Regions from separate parts of the Pan troglodytes genome. Here region 1 is linked to region 2. Evidence: chromatin contacts called from public capture Hi-C data. All regions are on one chromosome and are shown on one strand. The core of a region is the stretch at or near the end of the contact, and the rest is flanking DNA. Distances in the headings are between cores, read along the strand shown. Region 1 has its middle 67 kb from the start of NOL4L. Region 2 overlaps NOL4L (nucleolar protein 4 like).

Region 1 (2,868 bases), core at 344-2,843, 130 kb before region 2:
ATTGAATTATTTTCATAATTACATTTTTGAAGTGTTCATTGCAAATGTGTAGAAGCTCAATTGATTTTTGTATATTGATCTTGTATCCTGCAACTTTGCCAAACCCAATTATTAGTTATAACTTTTTTTTAGTGGATTCTTTAGGATTTTCTCTTTTTTTTTCACTCCATCACCCAGGCTGGAGTGCAGTGGCGTGATCTTGGCTCACTGCAAACTCTGCACCCCAAGTTCAAGCAATTCTCGTGCTTCAGCCTCCTGAGTAGCTGGGGTTACAGGCGCACACCACCACACCTGGCTAATTTTTGTATTTTTAGTGGAGACATGGTTTTGCCTTGCTGGCCAGGCTGGTCTTAAACTCCTGACCTTAGGTGATCCACCTGCCTTGGCCTCCCAAAGTGCTGAGATTACAGGCATGAGCCACTGCTCCCAACCAGGATTTTCTATATATAAGATCATGTCATCTGCAAGTAGGGATAGTTTTACTTCTTCTTTTGCAATCTAGATGACTTTATTTTCTTGCCATTGTACCCAGTACAGTGTTGAATACAAGTCGTGAATTCAACTTTGCCGTAAGAGTGGACATCCTTGTCTTGTTCCTGGTCTTGGGGAAAGCACCCAATCTCTCACCATGAAGTATGATACCAGCTGTAGGAACGCTCTTCTTAGAACTCCCCGAAAGATTGGCTGGTTTACACCCTCAGTTCTAGCAGTGTGCAAGCAGGAGGCCTAGTCCCCCAACCCTTGCCAACACAGTAACCCCAGGCTTTAGAGGCAAAGAACCAAGCCTGGGAGGGAAGTGCTGCATGCTATGTCACACAGATACTCAGCGACCTACAGTTCAGCTGTCCATATGCACTGGGAGTGAGCCCTGGACACTCAGCCTTCCCTCCCCTAGGGTGGGATGTCTTGAGACCCCCTAAAAAAAAGCATTGGTACAGAGGAACTTCTGGGTTCTGTTCTTGTATTAGTCACTGGCTGTGCAACTGTAGGCAAGTCACTTCCCTCTGGGCCTTGGTTTTCCCATCTGTGTAGTGGAAAGAGTGGTCCACCTTGAAATCTTCCAACTCTGACCATCTCTGCCCCACCCACCCTTAAATTCACAGTGGCTTCAGCATCCACTACTGCCCAGAGGAGCCACCAGAGGGCGCCCCAGACCATCATTTGGCCTAGCTTGGGTGCAGGGTGCCCTGGGGAGGCTGAGAGCAGCGCCTATTTTCCAGGAGCTGCTAGCTGTGCTTGCACAGACTTCCTGTGGCTAGACCCGCCCGCTCCTCTGGCTGAGCTCTGATCTCCAGGAAGGGAGTGATCTCCAGGAGGCACCATCCCCAAGGCCAGTGACCTAGCACTCACCCTGCCCGCTTTGGGTTGCCGCCTGAGGCTCAGGCTTTGCAGCATCGGGGCCAGCAGCCTTGCATCTCTCAGCCTTGGGAGGCTTCCACCATCTCTGAGAGGGCCTCTCACCAGTGCTGCATCCTCTCCCCACCAAATTGCCCAGCAGCAGGAAGCCCCCCAAACTGGTGCGTGTCTGGCCACCTGGAAGGGGGACCTCACTGTCCTTTGTGGACGTGAATGTATTCATGCTGGGGGTCTGGACAGTGTAGTCTCCAAAACCACAGCATCTGGGACTCCTAGATACCTCCAGGATAGATCCCAGAACCTTCGAAGCAGGAATCACAGAGGTCAGGGACCACCCAGAACTTCCCAAAAAAGCCAGAGGAGGCTCCATCAGCACCCCCATGACCCCCAGGGCTGATTTTATCCTTCAAATAAAATCAAAACCTTTGCTTTGCAAATTGAGCTCCAAGACACAGCAGCATCTCCCTGCCATCCCAAGAGTCTCACCCCAGCCCCTTGCATGGAGGGCTGCTGGGCCCCCTCTGATGCCAGGGGTATTTGCTTTTTTTTTTTTTTTTTTTTTTTGAGATGGAGTCTTGCTCTGTCGCCTAGGCTGAAGTGCATGATCTCAGCTCACTGGCGCAATCTCAGTTCACTGTAACCTCTGCCCCACCAGGTTCAAGCGATTCTCGTGCCTCAGTCTCCCAAGTAGTTGGTACTACAGGCGTGCACCACCACGCCCAGCTACTTTTTGTATTTTTAGTAGAGACGAGGTTTTGTCAAGTTGGCCAGGCTGGTCTCGAACTCCTGATCTCAAGTGATCCTCCTGCCTAGGCCTCCCAAAGTGACAGGTGTGAGCCACTGCATCCAGCCACATTTGCTTTGCATTCTAGTTATTTGCATGTGTGTTTTCTCTCTCCTTCCAGACTGGGGTCCCCTTAAAGGCAGAGTGAATCTCAGATTCATCTTAGTCCCTTCCTGGGGTCTTGTTCAGGACCCTGCATCCAGTAGATGCTCAACAAATGTCAACATAGGAATCCAGGTCCCATCCTCTCCTCACTCAAGGGATCCAAGGCTGCCTCTTCCTCTTCCGTAGTGGTGTGGCTTTGCAGAAGTCACTTAAGCTCTCTAATCCTCCTCCTCAGAGTGCCAGACTGCAGCTGCCACATGAAGAGGTAAGACTCGGACAGGCTAGGTGCCAGGTCACCCCCCAGTTCCCCAGACCTTTCAGATGGCAGTGGCTGGCTATTCAGGTCAGACCAGTTGCTGTGCTGGACACTTCAGCTTTGTTATCTCCTCCAGTCTTCTCAGAGACCCTTCGAGGTGGGCACTGTTGCCATCCCCAGCCTTGCAAATGGGGAAACCCAGGCATGTGACAATGAGCTCCCTTGCCTGAGGTCACGTTGTTTGGCAAAGGTGTCTGAGCCTACAGCCCTGCTTTGAAGTGACTTGGGGCAGGGATGAGCAGCTTCAGGGGGTTTTCTTGTCCACCCTGTAAGAATCTTCAAGGCTCAGAGATCATTTGCTCCAATT
Region 2 (2,824 bases), core at 68-2,567:
AGTTCAAGACCAACCTGGGCACCATAGCAAGACCCCTTCTCTTAAAAAAAAAATTGGGGCCAGGTGTGGTGGCTCATGCTTGTAATCCCAGCACTTTGGGAGGCCGAGACAGGCAGATCACTTGAAGCCAGGAGTGTGAGACCAGCCTGGCCAACATGGCAAAACCCTACCTCTATTAAAAATACAAAAATTAGCTGGGCATGGTGGCACATGCCTATAATCCCAGCTACTCGGGAGGCTGAGGCATGAGAATCACTTGAGCCCAGGAAACAGAGGTTGCAGTGAGCTGGGATCATGCCACTGCACTTCAGCCAGGGTGACAGAGTGAGACTTTGTCTCCAAAAATAAAAATAAAAAATATATTAAAAAATTCAGGCCTAGTGGTGTGTGCCTGTAGTCCTAGCTGATTGGGAGGCTGAGGCAGGAGGATTGCTTGAGGCTGCAGTGAGCTATGATTGTACTACTGCACTCCAGCCTGGGTGACAGAGCAAGACCCTGTCTCAAAAAAAAATAAAATAAATAAAATTCACCATTGTGCTGAGCAGTCAGCATGTGCTCTACACCAGCACTTCCTACACATGTATGAAGGTTGCATGCATGAAGCAGGTGCTGTTGTTACCTCCATTTTAAGATGAGAAAACTGAGACTCAGAGAAACACATAACCTGCCTGAGGTCAGTCAGCTGACATTCAGAGCCAGGCCACCCACCCCAGAGCCTGTGCCCTGACCACCACACATCCTGCCTCTCTGCAACCCTCCTGTGGTCAGCTAGTAAGCCCTATGACTTGCTGTTGTCCAGGCGGATGGGCTGGAGCCAGCTGGATCATGTGGTTTCCCTGGCCCCTTCGGTGTCCAGCATCAAGCCTCGCCCACAGGCACTCTTTGGGCGGTTTAGGAAGGCAGGGGTCTGCGGCCTCCATGCTGTGGGGAGGGCAGGGCTGAGCTGGTTCTGCCAGCACTTGCATCCCTGGGCCAAGCGGACATCCAGCCCTTTGCTCTGCACTTCCTGGCTTCTCGTCCATATGCCTGCCGCGTGCCCCACTTCCCGCTGCCCAGCCTGGAGCTGGCACATGACTGGCACTGAGCCAGCTGAGCTGCACACAGAGCTGGAATTTCAGCAGCAGGGCCAAGGCTGAGCTGAGCAGGCCAGGGCCCTCCTGCAGTGGGTGTGAGGCCGAAGGGGCTGGCACACCTCCCTCCTCCCCTACGTGCCTCCTCTCCTTTTCCCCTTCTCCTCCCCATCTGTCACCCTTCTCATGCCACCCTTTTCCTTTTTTGGGGGCAGGGGGTGGTGCCTGGATGCCTTTGTGCCCCTCTTCATCTGCTCCCATTTTCCTCGACCCATATCTAGCTCTTCAGCCCCACTCTGCAGACACGAGGCCCCCACCCATCCATGCCTGTGGAAGGAGCCCCCAAGGAAACCCCTGCTGATAGCTGCAGAGGGGCACAGCCTGGCATCACAGGGTACGCATCAAGCTCCTGGCTGAGGACTTTTTGGATCTATCTCTGTGTTTTGCCAACGCTGAATCCTCAGACTGCCTGACAGTCTCTAGGGCACAGGGCCCCTCTGGATTTTTCCAGGCCTAGGGTACTATAGGAGTTAGGACTGGCAGGGCAGTGGCAGACTTTTTCAGTGCACTAAATGAGGCGCGTTTTTTGGTAGGGAAAAGAGCTTTCTGGCATCTACTGCTGTCCACCCGTGGATCAGATAGGGCAGGCAATGAGCTTTCTGAAACTGGAGGTATTCGAGCTGGAGTTAGATGGCCATGTGCAATGGATAATGCAGGGATTCCCATTTCGAGTAGGAAGTCCCTGTCTCACTTAGCTTCTCAGTGTGACCTGAGGTGCAGAGGATCTCGGAGGTCTCTCCAGCACCAGGGTTTGAGGAAGGCTCCAGCTGGTTCTACAGAGTTTCCTGAACTCACACAGAGGGCTAGTCCTTTTTCCAAGGGGCCTTCCTGCTTTTCTGATTTCTGCACCCTTCTGGGTTGGAACAAGCCCTTTTGCTTCCTTTTTCCCTCCCAGGGTGCTAGTAGGTCAGATCGGGTTCCACAGTCCGGATCTAGCTGCCCAGGCCACTTTGGAGTTGGGGCCAGATGTGGTCAGCAGCTGCTCCAGGCCCACCACGTGCTAATCCACCCGCAGGGCAGGAGGAGGATCTTGTAAAGTGGTGCAAATCCCCCCAATTGGCCTCATCTGTCTTTGTTGGCCTCTGAGTTGGGGAGTGAAATGGGGCCTTGCAAGTCAGCGACTCTGCAAATAGCTCCTGCTCTCTCTGCCAGTGAAGTCCCTGTTTTTTACCACCAGGAAAAATGTGAAAGGCAGATTCACATACGGGACTCAGTGTCCAGGCAGGAGGCCCGGGGAGCAAGGCAGCAGGCAGCCCAGGGCAGCGGAGGGCAGTTGGGCAGGGACAAGGGTCCTGGAACTTCCCCTCCTTAGACACAGCAGCTCTGTCTTTATCTGTTTCATGTTTTGGGCTTCAGTGTATGAGTCTATTTCTAGAACAGGGTCTGCAGCTTAAATCTAAAACCATCTGAAAACCACCATCCTATTAACTAGAGCATCTGCTAGGATTGTCCTCCTGGTTTCGACTCATTCTGTGGTCCTGTGGCCTTGGGCATTCATGCACTCAATCAGAAATGGAGGTCCCATTTCTGGTCCCAGGCAAGCCAGGAAGATGAATCAGAAGATGCCTGCTGAAGGTTGCAGGGGGAGAGTTTGTCATCCTCTATACGGGTCCCTACGGCAGTGCAGAGCTGGGCTGGACTCTGCGCTTTATTGACTCCCCAGGGAGCTCTAAGCCAGGCTTGCAGACAATCCA

What was found. Capture Hi-C pulls out chosen DNA fragments and counts their contacts.
Region 1: a contact with region 2 is called in a capture Hi-C map of stem cell-derived neural stem cells, with 10 times the contacts expected there. The contact joins two enhancer-like sites. A contact is called at or near these places in 5 of 7 Hi-C or Micro-C datasets (blood, induced pluripotent stem cells, a lymphoblastoid cell line and 1 more) and 1 of 1 other capture datasets (stem cell-derived neural stem cells).

What each region holds. Positions count from the first base shown.
Region 1 is chr21:38,865,411-38,868,278 of NHGRI_mPanTro3-v2.0_pri, reverse strand. No RefSeq gene overlaps it. Among named protein-coding and RNA genes, the nearest start is that of NOL4L, 67 kb to the right of the region's middle. Within about 2 kb of position 1,593, at least 7 of the 24 cell types and tissues checked have an H3K27ac peak or open chromatin away from gene starts, as enhancers often do. A contact at or near this core is called in stem cell-derived neural stem cells, where this site is marked.
Region 2 is chr21:38,737,039-38,739,862 of NHGRI_mPanTro3-v2.0_pri, reverse strand. All of the region lies in intron 2 of NOL4L (nucleolar protein 4 like), which reads left to right. Among named protein-coding and RNA genes, the nearest start is that of NOL4L, 61 kb to the left of the region's middle. Within about 2 kb of position 1,317, at least 7 of the 24 cell types and tissues checked have an H3K27ac peak or open chromatin away from gene starts, as enhancers often do. A contact at or near this core is called in stem cell-derived neural stem cells, where this site is marked.